Linked DNA regions of Sus scrofa: all the other regions are linked to region 3. The links are chromatin contacts, called in public Hi-C maps. All regions are on one chromosome and are shown on one strand. The core of a region is the stretch at or near the end of the contact, and the rest is flanking DNA. Distances in the headings are between cores, read along the strand shown.

Region 1 (4,492 bases), core at 1,537-4,036, 78 kb before region 3:
CTGGCATTGTCACTGCAGCTGCTCTGGCTGGTGGGTTTGGTCCCTAGCCTAGGAATTTCTGCATACCACAGGTGTGGCCAAAAGAAGAAAAAAAGAATTCCAGCTCTTACCTAAGTCCAAAGCCTCTTAACCACTGAACTAGTATGATGTCACACTGATCAGAAACTACTGCAAACTCACTGTGTGAATAGAGAATTGTTTTTCCTTCTCTGGGACTAAGGTGAGGATTAAATGAGATTAAAGATATTCAAACACTTAGAAAAATAAGGTGCTCTAACATATAAGATATGATTTAGTATATTAAGGCTGTGTCCAAATAGAAACCCTCAGTACTATACAAATGGCAACTACATCTGTGAAAAATGTTCACTCTAGAAAGTAAAGATATTCCAGTTCAATCAATATACAGTTTCTTATTTATCAAAATAGAAAATATTTTTAAAAGTTTAAACTTCCATATTGGCAAAGATGTTGGGAAACTAGCATGTTGCTGGTGGGAGGAACCTTTCTAAAAAGCAAATTGACAGCAGGTTCAAGACATTTTGAGAAGTTAGCTTAATTTCTTGTAAGGGAAGATGAATTAGGACAAAAATTTAAGTATAAAAAGTTATTAAGAGCATAGATACAAGCCAGATGGCTTGGATTTAAAGCCCAGCTCTACTCTTTATTAGCACTGTGACCTTGAGCAAGTCTATGTGACCTGGTGTCCAAAATGGGGATAATAATAGCACCTATCTCACTAGATTGTTATGATATAAAAGGCATCTATTATTTCTTATTATCTCAGTGTTCCTTAGTGTAGCAAACAATTGGAATCAATCTATCTGACCATAGAAAAATGGTTATGTACACCGTGCTACAGACATAAAGTGAATACTATGAAGCCATTAAAAATAAGGCATTAAAAGACTATTTAATCACATAGAGCATAAAATATAAATTAAATAAAAAGTGTGTATATTGTCCCTTACCATTCATATTTGTTAAAAGAGCACTCTGTACAAATATAGATGCATAGAACACAACCAGTAGGAATTACATGAAAATGCTCATAAAGCATATATCTGGGTGATGGTGTAGGGTTGGGGGTTTCTTCTTTATATGTTTCTGTACTTTGCAAATCTTCTAGAGCAGTGATTTCCACACTCTTAACAGGCACATGTATCACCTGGTGATCTTGGTAACCTGAAGATTCTGGGTTAGTAGGTCTGCGATTTTGCAGATTCTCCATCTCTAACTAGCTCCTGGGTGAGGCTACTGGTCCAAGGCCTCCACTTTGAGTAATAAGGTTTTGGAGCTGGGGTCCTCAAATTTAAGTATGCATTTGAACCAATGGGGCAGGGAAGTGTTAAAGTACAGGTTACTGGATCCTATGCCTAGGGTTTAGTAGTTCTGGACTGGGACCCTAGAAATTGCATTTCTAACAATTTTCCAGGTGACGCTGAGGCTGCAGGTCAGGAAGCTGTGCTTTGAAAACCACTGCTTTACAATACATATATATATATATATATATATATATTTATCTCAGCCTCATAAAGGTGGGGGCACTTGGAATTTGGCGCAGTGGTTAACGAATCCGACTAGGAACCATGAGGTTGTGGGTTCAATCCCTGGCCTCGCTCAGTGGGTTAAGGAGCTGGCGTTTCCGTGAGCTGTGGTGTAGGTCACAGTCAAGGCTCAGATCTGGCGTTGCTGTGGTTGTGGCTGTGGCTGTGGCCTGTGGCTACAGCTCTGATTCAACCCCTAGTCTGGGAACCTCCATATGCTGCAGGTGTGTCCCTAGGAAAGACAAAAAAAAAAAAAAAAGAAAAAAGAAAGAAAGAAAAAAGGTGGGGGCACTAAAAAACAGGCCAGCCTTCTCCATTGTTTACAAAATCAAATGCAAGCCCTTCATCCAAATGCCTCCATAATGTAACCCAATCATTTCCAGTTACTTCTCTTTAGGCCACAAAAATCAAACCATTATGCCCCAAACACATCCAAGATTCTGAACATCATGACCTCAGCTGTTTCCTCACTCTGGTTGAGATGTCATTTCCATCTATTTCCTCATGTCCAGATCTTACCCATCTTTCAAGGCCCTCAAATGCCATTTCCTGCTCAAAGCCTCCTTTCCTCCAGACTGCACTGCACTTTCCATTCCTCCCCGATAACATTTGCCAATCTCTACCTGGCAGGGTGACTCTACCGATGAGTGGTGTATATCCCCAGTAGACTGGGAGTTAGTTAAGTGAGAGCAAGGCAGTCCCTTCCTTGCCTGTCTTTGTCCCCTCCTTGACCTCAGGAAATCCCCAGCAGACAGCCAGCCGCTCAGGGCTCACCGAAAGAATGAATGAAGTAAGGGATGGAACCTCCCAAGGCGGGGAAGAACTGGCCTGTAAACAGAAACTAGAAACTAGAACGCACGCCCGCCCTGATGACCAACAGTAACAGGTGTTTTCCATCTCTGATGTCTGTGATTCATTCTGCACAACTGCCCGCACGTCCAGGCGCCAGCATACAGCGGCTCCTAGAATACAACGCCCCACTCTGAAGTGCACATTGTGTTCTGGGTGCCGGTGCAGCCCCCCACGGAGACCCACCTCAGCCACCACCTGCATCCACACACACAAAAAGAGGCCCTGCCACCTTAAAAATATCAACGCCTTACTGCAAAGAACCAGAAGCTGTGGCTTTTGCCCACACCCCTGGCTTCCCTCTTGCACCTTTCTTTTTAGTTTATAAGAAATCTATTGAGGGTGAGTCTGCAAGCCTTCGACGCGGGCGTCCCCATTCCCTACACACACACACACACCCTTCCCTACACACGCATACATACACACACACACACACCCTTCCCCCATGCGTGTCTTTCAGACTAGCCGCTTCTCCCAAGGCCGGGTTGAATGGGAAAGAACGGGCCGGTCTTTGTCATTAATCCTCCCCTCCTTCAAAGGAGCCAAGCTTCTTCCGGGTCAGCAACAATCACCGCCAACCCCATCGGGCCCCCGGTCCCCCATACCGCTAGCCCTGAAGCGCGCGAGGGCCAGGTCGCCACCTCCGCAGGTTGCGGGAGGGGAGGAGGGCGAGGAGGAGGGCGGGCGGGCGGCGCGGGAGTGGGGGAGGGAGGGAAGAAAGGAGGGAAGGAGGGGAAGGCAATCCGAGGAGGAGGAGGAGAGAGCAGCCTCCCGCAGACAGCGAAGAGAATGGGAGTGCGGGGCGACAGACCGCCGCGGGGTGTCACGGCAGTGGCCGAGCTTGCCAGGCGCAAGGCCGGTGCCCGCCGCTTTTAAACCCGGGAGGGCGCGGCGGCGGCAGCGGCGGCGACGGGCGGATCGCGGCGCGCGCGGGGAGCCGGGAGGCGGCCGAATGGAGAGGAAGGGCTCGGCGGCCGGGGCCAAAGGAAACCCTAGCCCGCCCGCGGCCGGTGAGGCGCAGCGGCCACAGCCGCCTCTGTGCGTCCCGGGCGGCAGCGGAGGGACCCCGGCGCGGGGCCAGGCTGGGGCGGCGGCTGAGCCCGCCGAGTTCATCAGGCGCGCGCACGAGTTCAAGAGCCAAGGGGCGCAGTGCTACAAGGACAAGAAATTCCGCGAAGCCATCGGCAAATACCACAGGGCGTTGCTGGAGCTGAAGGGGCTGCTGCCGGCTGCCGGGGAACGGGAGCGGGACTCGCGCTCGGCCTCCCCGGCCGGGGCCCCCAACCCCGGTCGCCTCTCAGAGGAGCAGAGCAAGACGGTGGAAGCCATCGAGATCGACTGCTACAACAGCCTGGCAGGTGAGCTGCGTCGCGTCGCGCCCCCGACCCCTCCTCCCCCTGCCTTCTAGGTCTCCCGCTCAGCACCCATCCCCATTCCCCCCCCCGCCCCCCGCCCGGCCCCAGGGGTCACGGCCCGTAGCCTCGGCGCGCCCGCGACGCACACTCTCCAGCTGGGACCGTGCTGCTCTGCCCTGGGAAGGAGAACCTGGGAGGGGGCGCTTTAGAAGAAGTGTGACTTTTAGGATTAGACCTTCCAGAACTCGTTGTCATCCCGCATTCTTCCCTCGCATCCTCGTAAATCTCACCTATAAATAGCTGGACAGACAGATGGGGATTCAGCCGGCCTGGCGGCGACTGCCGCTACTACTGCTCAGCAGTGGACCTGGGTCCAAATGCGGGAAGCAGCACCCAGGGTGGGCCACCCGCACCCACCGCTTGCCCAGCGGTTGCGCTCCTCGGGGATCGTTGGCACCGGAGCTCTCCCTCATTTTCCCCCACCCCCGCTGGCCGCATCCCTATAGTAAAGTCCTTCCCCAAGTTCCTTTGGCCTCAGTAGTAAAGGGCAGTTTGCTAAGATGCCTTCAGCATCTCAAGCAAGATGGATTCCAGAATGCCACTTTCTTCTCTCGGAGCTCTGCTGGGGCCCCGTTGCCAGGTGAAGAGAGCGATCTCAAAGGGAAGCTAGCTCAAGGTTGGGCTTGGGCTGTGCTACATTCTGTCTCCCCTCCCTGCCTTGTTCTCACTCTGCTGTAGCAT
Region 2 (4,876 bases), core at 2,140-4,639, 84 kb after region 3:
ATTATTATTATTCCCTCTTAACTGCATCCTTGGAAACTAAATATATAGGCACACGCTGGTGCATTTGGGGCAAGTAAATGGTATGTATCTTTCTCATTTAAAAATTTTAAGTACATCTGAACACACATCCTTATATTTCTATGCAGATAAAATGCAAGAAAAAGAAATGTAAATTCATAATAACTTTATTTTATGCCCCCTTTAAAAACAGACACAACTCTCCTATAACAGAAACTTTTTTTTTAATACCTAGGGTTACATATTTCTGAAGATCAGTTTAGAACTGTACATTTTCCATTTTTCACTAAAATAAAGAAGATGAGCAAACTCCTGGGTTATTCATTATTTGTCAGCCCCATGGAGAACTAAACTCTAGTACCTACACTGGAGGGGAGGGATAAAAACACTCTGTAAATGTTAGATGATTTATAATATCCCCCTTATATGCTTTCTTTGTCACAAGATTTAATAAGTTCCCCCTCTTCTAGTTTGATTAAAGTTGGAAACAAAAGTTTCACTTCGAAAAACAATACTTGAAAGTAAAACCCAATATTTTTACTTCCCTCTGTGTCTTCTATTCACAATCTAATGTCAAAATTCCTGCCCCAGAGAGAAGGTTCAAGAGTAATTGGTAAAAGTCAACAGTTGCTCTATTTCATGCTAAGTCTTTGAAGACAAGGTCGTCAATCACCTTTATTTTCTGAGTGGCACTAACTGGCTGGAGGACACAGCATACGAATCAGAGGCACAACCATCAGCAACTCCCTGTGCTCCTCTTCAGCAAAGCACGGCACTGAACTTACATATTTACATCACCAATTTCCTTCATGTGTGAATTCTAAGTGCCTCTTCCTCTTATCATTTCTTTTTCCCTGGGTATTTAACACAGTATCTCTCTTTCACTAGGCACTCTAGTTTTTGACCAGAATGAAATTTTCTGAACTAGCAAGAATTAATTCCAGTCAAGATCAGAATTCCCAGAGTCTCTAAATAAAACAACTTACCGAGACCTTCAAATGCTCTGTTGTTCAAGTCAGTTCTTTGAATAAGTACAAGGTACTTCCTACTTTCTCATCATCTGAGTTTTAGATCTAGGAATCTACTCTATCCAAGGTAACTTTTGTCACAGAAAAGGTGAAGTCCCAGGCACCCACTGCAGAAGGAGCTTCTAATGTGGTACAGTGGACCTGTGTGGCTTTCTGTGCATGGGTTCTTGCAGCCTAAGGCACATTCGCTCCTGACTGCTCTGACAGCAGGGAGCGCAACATATTAAAGAAATCCAGTTCCTGCTCAGGAAACTTACAGAGCTCTTCTACTCTGACATTAGCTGTCCCTGGAAAAAAAAAAAAAGAAAGAAAGAAAAAGAAAAAAGAAAAAAAATCACAAAACTTCACCCACAAAGAACCTCAAAACCTGACATGTTTAAAACTACACTGTTTTCTAACATTGCAGGCCAACATTTCTTCCCACATGTGACCAAGTTCATCTTCAACACTCCTTGAGACACTATACAGCTTCATCTTTTTCAGTACTAGTGCTAAAAAGGTAGCACACCTAGAAACAATCTAAAGTAATTTGTCACCTCTGGAATTATAAAGATCAAAATGTAGAGGCAGGAGGTTTTTAAATGAATGAGAGGGAGAGAGAAACAAAGCAAACTAAAGATTTAAACATCAATTGGCCAAACATTAACTTAAAAAAAAAAAAAGTAGAAAAACGAGGAAAGAAGTTATGATTTTGATATTAATGAATGGCATTTAATAAAAATCTTAAGGTATCATACAATTGTTAAGGTGAAAATTAAGTTACAGGACCATAAAGATAACTATTACAAATAAAACTTTAAAACTAAATGTTGAAAGTTGGCCCTTGGTAATGATTTTTTAAAATCAACTAAGATGCAAAGTATATTAACATATGGACTAAATAATGATACACGTGTATTAACAATACTTTTTTAACAGCAAAGAAATTACGGAAAACCTCAAATACAAAATAGTGTAAAGTGCCCCAGGAGATATTTACATCTTTCTTCTAAAACCACCTAGCATCACTGATTAAAGGATTCTAATGGCAACTTCTTTGAAAAAACAAAGAAAATTTCATTACAGGGTGTGGAGCAGGGGGCTCCTGGGAAATTGGTGAAAACCAGGACACTGGAAGACCTGGGAGGGACCCCTGCGCATGGGCCCCCTGAGATTTGGCAAAGACCAAATATAGGCAAGGATCTAGGGTGAGAATAAAGGAGAAAATACACTGTATAGGTGTCAAGGGACTGGGATTTAGCCATTGTGCCTGGGCTCCTGATCTCTCGTGGGGGGAATGGCATACTTTTCCCTCCCTAATCATTTCTGCCCCCCCCCCACACAAATACACACCCTTCTTAGCACATTCTTCACTGAGACTCCTAAAGGTACAACTTTTAAGATACAAGATTAGGATCCAAGAAAGCAACCCAAGAAAGATACTTCAGCCGTAAGTTCACACAGACTTCCGGGACCGGTGCGCCAGTCCAGCCCCGCGGGAAACACCCCCCCCCCCGCCCCGTCTCCTTCAAAGCAAATACCTATAAGGGGCGGGGAAGGCGCTAGAAAAGGTCGGGAAGGTCCCAGACTGGGGGACTAAGGTTATAATAGAAACCACCAGCCGGCCTAAAATCCTTCCAGATTTGCGGGGTGGGGAGTGCGAGGGAGATTCTCTTGCTAGGGCTTCAGGATGTACAATCAGGAGCTGCTGCTGAGGTGGTCAGGCGAAGGTGAAGAAGCCCAAGAGCCTGAGGTTCCAGGCGCGGCCTGCGGCAAGTCTGTCTAACCAATTGCACCGGCCAAAGCCCCTGCAGCCCGAGGACGCTTGCACACATCAGGTCAATCACTGACCACCTTAACCTAACCTTCAAGGAGGGCTCCTCTCCCTCCTCGACCACCCCAAGCTCCATCATCCCCCCCCCCCCACAGCCCCCGCCAGGCTCCCGCGCCCCGCCTTCTCCTTACACTGAATGGGCGAGTAGCAACTGGGGTCCTCGCCGCCAGGCTGGCAACGGCTGGAAAAAGCGCTGCGCGGGGTCACGTAGTTGCTGGGGAAGATGCCCACACGCTGGTTCAGCTGCCCGGTCCACCAGCCCTCATCGCCGGACACCTGCGAGTCCTTGGACAACACCTCCACCACGTCGCCCAGCCGCAGGGTCAGCTCGTCCTCGCCCGCCGCCTCGTACTCGAACACCGCCGTCCAGTAGGGCATCGGCGTGTCGGAGCCCAGATCCCCGGGGGCCGCTGCCGCCTCCTCCTCCTCTTCCTCTTCCTCCTCGGCCCCGGCCCCCGCTCCATCCTCCCCCGGCTGGGCGGCAGCGGCGGCGCTCGCCAGGGAGCCGAGAAGCGCTCTGGAGGGCTCCATGGAGCGGCCGATCCATAGGGTGCGGGGCTGCCGCCGCCCGCAGGAGCCGCCGCTGCCTATTGTTCATGCGGCTCCGCAGAGCTGGGGGAACCCCCCTCCCCCGACGGCGGCCGCAGGTAGGGCCGGGGCTGGCAGGGCGGGGAGAGCCGGCTCGCTGTGGCTGGCGCGGCGCCGCGACAAGTGAGCGGAGTGCGAGTGCTCAGCGCAGCATGGGGGCGCGGCGGGCCGGAGCCCCCGCCTTCGCGTTCGACCGCTGGGGCGGCCTCACCACCTCCACCACGGGTACCTGCTCAAGCAGCCGGTGCCCGCCGCCTCCAGCCGGCCGCCTCTCCCAGCTCCGCGCCGCGCGCCGCCCCCAGCTCCGCCCGCACGCCCAGGACCACCTGACGCGGACCTGGCTCCGCCCCAGCCCTGCGGACCCGAAGAGGCGGGGCTTCCCGGAGCCCAGGCCCGCCCCTGCGCCAACCCGCCTTCCCATTGGCCGCCGCCAACCCGTCCGCAGGTTCCTCCCGCCGCGGTTGAGGCTGTCCCGCCAGTCGCCCCGCTCGCCCCGCTCCACCCACTGCGCCTACGTCGCCCGCCCCCCGCCCCCGCCCCTGTGCGGGCTCTCTCATTCTCAAACCCCAGGTTGACCCATTTCTCGCTCCCATTGGCCCGCCTCAGCTCCAACCATTGGTCCAAGGTACCTGTCCGTTTCCGGAGAGAGTTCGACACCGCCCGTCAGGAAGAGACTGCGGCTTCATTGGGCGCCTGAGGAAGGATGGGTGGACCCTAAAAGGTAAGCTGAACCCTCATTCATCCCTAAGAGGCTGTAGGAGACCGCTCCCTTTGTCTGACGCGGAGGGCTAGCACCTGTGTTCTAAATCCTAAAGTGAGCTACTGAGAGTTAGCAGAGGGGAATTGAGCTAGGTTGCGCCCTGGGAGAGCTCTTTCTTCTCCAGCTCCCCTTTACAATTGGATTCTTCCTTCTCTTGGGTCTGTGCATCCTATCAGGTGGATTAACTTCCACCCCTGTCTATTAAGGCCTTCAGACCCACTGCTGTGTTCTTTAAAAGAACTCTTAAAACTCTATAGTTCTCGCCTTTATGAAACTGCATAAAACTCCCCCTTTCCAGGGTTCCTGTTAGAAGAAATTCCAATACCGTCAATTTTTTAGAATTCAGACCAAAGACCACTTTCCTGGGGCTCAAACAGTCTGGGTAAGCTGTCGGTGAAGTGGACTTTGTCTCTCTGAAGAGATTAAATTTTTCTGCAAATCTTGGATTTCTTTCATCTGGGGGAATTTCACCTTGGATCATGGTGACCTCTATGGAAATCAAATTAAAAACCAAAGCTGAATATACATACAAAACAATACTGCAGTTTATGAGCAAAGCTGCCCTTTTCCTACATCCTTTTGTTAGCTTCCACTTCTCAAACATTAAGAAAGAGGTGATGTCTAGTATTTCTTCTGTGCTTTAATCTGTTTATAGCATTATAGATTTCC
Region 3 (4,880 bases), core at 220-2,719:
TGTTCTCAGATTCCATGCTGACTGAGGAAGCGGGCAGAGGTGGACTCAAGACATCTGGTTTGGGTCATTGGGAGTTACTAGTGCCCTCCTGTAAATCATGCTGGGGTGACTTATAAATAAGTCTTTGTCTGCATCTGACTCATTCTTATGATATGAGGGCAGATGCTAGACTCAGACAAATCCCAGCTGCACTGCTTGATAGTTCTGTGGCCTTGGGCCCGTCACTTGACTCTGATGTTCATTTTCTTTGGTATAAAATGGAAAGAATAATGGGATCTACTCTAAGGATGTTGAGATGCTATAAACGAGATCATGCAGGTCAAAACTTAGTGCAGTGTTTGGTGCATTGAGGCTGGTTGTTACTGGCAAATGACATTTCTGGGCCCATGTTATAGGATGAATGCCACATGACCAAACTGCTTTGCAGGAACATGGAGCAATTTGTACACATACGTCTCTCATGGCATCTTCTCTGCAAGGAATTGGGTCAAGTGTGCATCTCTGCCCAATCAATCTGACAAAGGTTATGCGGCCCCCGTCAAACCTACTTTGAAGTTCAGCACAAGGTCATCTTTTGCCCCACAGGCTGAGCATCCAGCACCCAGCCCACAGCCACCCTCCCTGGGTTGCCGAGGAGGGGGCTAAGAGGTCTGGCGTGAGTGAAAGGTCACAGCATGAAGCACGAGGAGGTTGATAGAGAAGTTCAAAAGCCACTTTTCCACATGCAGCTGAATGCTGAAACAATGGACTGAAGTGATGAAGAATGGCCCCAAACAGGATTCTTCTGTCTGATTTCCCTGTCAACACCACCCAGCGCACAATCACAGAAAATGAGAGCACAACGGCTGCTTTGTGACCAGCTTGCTCCAAAAGAGACCCAGAGAGATTAAGTGGCTTGCCCAAGGTCACACAGCTGGCCAGTGCCATCAAGAGTATCCAGACCACAGGGAACCCACGACTCACAGCTGGCGAATCCTGTCCACATGTGTACAGCTCCATTGGCGTTTGTCCTCTTAGGCGCCTTCACAGCTTCACCAGGAACGTCAGGGTGGACACTGCTATGGGCTGGGAGACAGCACACGCTTGCTAAGAGCTCTGAAAGCCAAAAGCCATGACCTGCCTGAGCAAAAGTCAGTTGTGAGAGGACCCTGAACCACCTGGGCAGGGACCGGTCAGTGCCATGCTTCAGAAAGGCCCCGGGGGTTCAGCTGGGGGGCTCTAGGACCTTCAGGGAGTGTGGTCACCCACCTCCTCTTTCCCACACCGTATCCCTCCCTCCCTCGTTATTTAATCCCTACATATGGAAATTCCCTAGAAACGGCCGGTTACTCGGACATCTTGTATACCTACAAAGGAAAGAGGAGGGAGGACCAGTTTACAAAGCACCACGGCAAATGGGGAGTCATTGTTATAACAGTTTTATTCAAGTCTGTGTGTGTTCTGGTGGTGAGACCAGGCTGAGATCAGCATGACACTGTAATACGCTAAGAGGTTTAGCCATTGAACCAAGCCTGCTTGGCAACCCTAGTTAACAATTTACAGTACCTTGAAAAAAAAAAAAAAAAAAGCCGAAGAAAAGAACCTGATACATTTCCTTCAGGACTTTTCTATTTTTAAATATTGTTGACAAATTACAATAACTTAAATCCCAAAGCAAAATGGGCATTCAAGGACACAGGGTGAGCACACATGGACAAGACGCCAGAGCGGGGAAGGCCTAGAGATGCAAAGTAGGAGGAACAAAACCAACGTGTAGGTGAACTTCCTCTTTACTGGGACCCAGAGGCTCCAATGGGGAGGAGAATCCCAAAGAAAGCTTTTCTGTGAATTAAATAAAACCCATTTCCAGCTCCTTTCCTTAATCCTCTAGGAGATACAGACACAGTCTCAGACTAAACCTGGGTGAGTGTGTGAGCATGCCTGTGAGCGTGAGCATATGTGCATGTGTGTGTTCAGGATGGGTAGTGGGGGAAATTAGGAGAAAGTTGTCAAGTTCATCACCTCCCTTCTTGGCTACAACTGGGTACCAAGGGCATGTTTTTTTTGTTTGTTTGTTTTGATACAATAAAAAGGCAAAAGCCTGATTTCAAGTTTTCATGAGGAGCCACACTAAGGCTTCCAAACTCGAGAGGCTGGGAGAGACTGGGTTGAAGCTGCAGCAAAGAGCAGTAACGGGGCAAGGGTGGGCTGGAAACCGGAGAGAGGCCCACGGGGCTTCAGTGGTCCTTGGAGGAGACCCAGAGGATCCACACGTTCAACCCCAACGTGGAACGGTCCCTGAACAATCGTGGAGAGGAAATGGTGGAGGAGGGAGCAGCCAGAAGCAGAGGGGGCTCGGCTGAGCTCCAGGGAGGTTGCAGGTCCCGCTGGGTGTCTCTGGTCGTGAAGGCAGATGATGGGTTAGCCGCAGGACAACTCCTTGGACAAAGAGCCATCTCAGAGCCTCAGCACACCTAAGCCAGGCGGATCTTCTCCCAGAGTTTCTAAACCGTGGTCTAAAACATGCTCGGAAGCAAAAGAGAGATGGCTCTGGAACCAAGGAGAGCAGCACCACGGCTTCCTAGCCACGTGATCTTAGGCATGTAACATAACTATCTGAGCCTTGGTTTCCACATCCTAGATGGAGGTAATACCTTATGCCCCACCCCCCAGGATTATTGTTGAGTCCCCAAAAAGAGAAAAAAGAATATAAATCTCTTCTGCCTAGAAGAAATGTAATGGTTTCACATAATATATTGTTAGTCCCCATATCCAGGCCAGGATAAACCCATGCCTCATTCTAACAGTGATGAAGAAAAGAGCCACAGCCAGCATGGCTTCCAGAACTGGAGGGAAAGATAAATGACGAGGAAAATAAAGATGACAGAGAATAATGGTAATGAAAACCTTACTGGTGGAGGTGGTGGGACGGCTGGCATTCCGAAGGTCACTGTGGACCAGGCACAGTGCTAGGGATGCAGCGGAGGGAAAACGCCCCCGTTCCCTCCGTCCTTTCTCAACCTGGGAGGAAGAATGATTCATTCACATCTCTGCAAACTCCAAGAGGTCCCAAAGGGGTCTCAGGGGAGAAAGAATCCTCTCCACGTAATCACTTCCTTTTCCCTTAAGACACATACACACGTGTACCTGGCCTTAGGGTTTCAGAGAGCCTGAAAGGAAGATGGGGGCCATCAAGGAAAAGTCACCCTTGCAACCTTGCAACGAAGTCCAAGGTTGAAAGTGGCCCCAGGTGTTTCACTGTTAAGGGAACACATTCCTAGTTGAACACAGACACTTCCAGAGAGATACCACCAAACTCAGGACCTGAAGGGAAGAAGGGCAACTGGAAAAAAAACCTAAAACCTACTTGACAATTCTGCCTGAGCTTGCTCACAGATTCAGGTGAGGGCCAGGCAGGGCTGAGACTAGGATAAGATGAGAATGGCACTTGCCTTGGATGTAAACTGTAAGAGGGCACCAAAAACCCTGTTATGGGGACACATCACGTTTCAGTGCAATACTTTTAAAAATTAAAATTAATGAAAAAAACCCTGATGGTGACCACAGTATCAAAATTTTAAAGAAAGTCAGGATCTGCCAAAGCAGGTACCTGGGTAGGAAGGATTTTAGGAACATGGACAACATATTGCTTCTGAAACTCAGTCTTGGAGCTCAGCAAGCGCAGAGCAAGGCCATCATACCCATGGGGGCACCACTCCCCAGGACCCCTCTTGATGAGCCAGCCTGACCTCTGGCTTCGGATTTCCTGGATGTCCACTCCACACATCCCAGTAAGAAGGGCCTGTCTCCGAACATCTGGGATTGGATGTACTCTGACTTTCTGGCCCAAGATACCTGTGCAATTGCCAGGTCCATGCTTGCCAATCAGCCTGGTAAAACTAGGCTGTGGGTGTTTAAAGGGAGGGTGGGTCAGACCCATCAGGAGGCAGGATGGGTCAGTGGAAAGTCTGTTTCCAAGAGAAACGAAGAGAGGAGAAAAGCTCCTGGCTCCGTGACCAGCTGGGCCCCAAGGCTCTTCTCTATTTCTGGCTGTAGTCATGAGCAAAAGACCTAAAGCAAGGCCACGGGCAGAGGATGCAGGGAACACAGCCAGGAAGAATCAGGAAGGACCAGTCCTACTGGCTCCAGATCAAGGAGCAGCCCAGGGAGGCCAGGGCACTCCCAGGGCCCAAGACCTGAAATGGTCAAAGGAAGAGGAGGGGCCTGTCAATAGCGCATCAGGACAGATGGAAAAGTCTGAGAAGCGGAGGAGAGGCTCACCTGGCACAGCCAACCAGAAGCCCAAGCCCTGGTAATTAGCCTCCCTCAGCCAGGACTCCAGTTTCTGCCTCCTGCCTTCCAACGCCAGTGCCTGGGGGTGGCTCCTACCCAGGCGGTAAGGCCAGGGAGAAACCAGGGACTGAGGCCTCCTGGGAAGCAGCAGTGGGTTTCCCTTCTGATGTGGATTTTTAGTCATTTTTGAATTTCTGACCTAAGAAAACTGTGATCTGCCTGAACCAAGAGTGACACGTGGGAATGTGTTCCTCAGCGTAGCTGTAGCTGGACAAGAAGTCTTCCCAGGCCTGAAGCCAGCAGAGTGGCAGGTGGTCCAGTGGGTCCAGCCAACACAGAACTGCCAATACTCGACTGTGGTGACCTCCAACCACACACACACACACATGCACGCACACACAGAGTTCTCTACAAAGGGAAGCAACCTAGCAAGGGGAGGCTTATCAGTGCTGGATGAGGGACCCAGGACCACATTTTCAAGTTGGAGAAGCTTCATGCCTTGGTTCACAGCTGGGCTCAGAGGTCCAGAGAGGGGGAGACACCTGTGCAATGTCATACCACTAGCAGGCAGGCAGCTCAGATGACCAGACTCCTGCTGCTCCCACCTC

What was found. Hi-C and Micro-C count contacts between places; a contact is called where the count stands out from the background.
Region 1: a contact with region 3 is called in a Hi-C map of epiblast stem cells, with 1.9 times the contacts expected there. The contact joins the promoter of TTC9 here to the enhancer-like site in region 3. A contact is called at or near these places in 2 of 5 promoter capture datasets (fetal skeletal muscle and liver), 25 of 47 Hi-C or Micro-C datasets (adipocytes, adipose tissue, alveolar macrophages and 16 more) and 2 of 2 datasets of contacts at active chromatin or transcription factors (alveolar macrophages and skeletal muscle).
Region 2: a contact with region 3 is called in a Hi-C map of epiblast stem cells, with 2.2 times the contacts expected there. The contact joins the promoter of MAP3K9 here to the enhancer-like site in region 3. A contact is called at or near these places in 20 of 47 Hi-C or Micro-C datasets (alveolar macrophages, blood, brain and 12 more).

The regions. Positions count from the first base shown.
Region 1 is chr7:94,215,650-94,220,141 of Sscrofa11.1, forward strand. TTC9 (tetratricopeptide repeat protein 9A) reads left to right here and starts at 2,787. Exons shown (of 3, transcript XM_005656367.3): 1 at 2,787-3,754. The coding sequence starts at 2,842.
Region 2 is chr7:94,376,671-94,381,546 of Sscrofa11.1, forward strand. It overlaps MAP3K9 (mitogen-activated protein kinase kinase kinase 9), which reads right to left and starts at 3,390. Exons shown (of 12, transcript XM_021099417.1): 1 at 2,991-3,390. The coding sequence starts at 3,390.
Region 3 is chr7:94,294,947-94,299,826 of Sscrofa11.1, forward strand. MAP3K9 (mitogen-activated protein kinase kinase kinase 9) reads right to left here. Exons shown (of 12, transcript XM_021099417.1): 12 at 1,403-4,880. Among named protein-coding and RNA genes, the nearest start is that of TTC9, 79 kb to the left of the region's middle. Within about 2 kb of position 1,470, at least 11 of the 83 cell types and tissues checked have an H3K27ac peak or open chromatin away from gene starts, as enhancers often do. A contact at or near this core is called in epiblast stem cells, where this site is marked.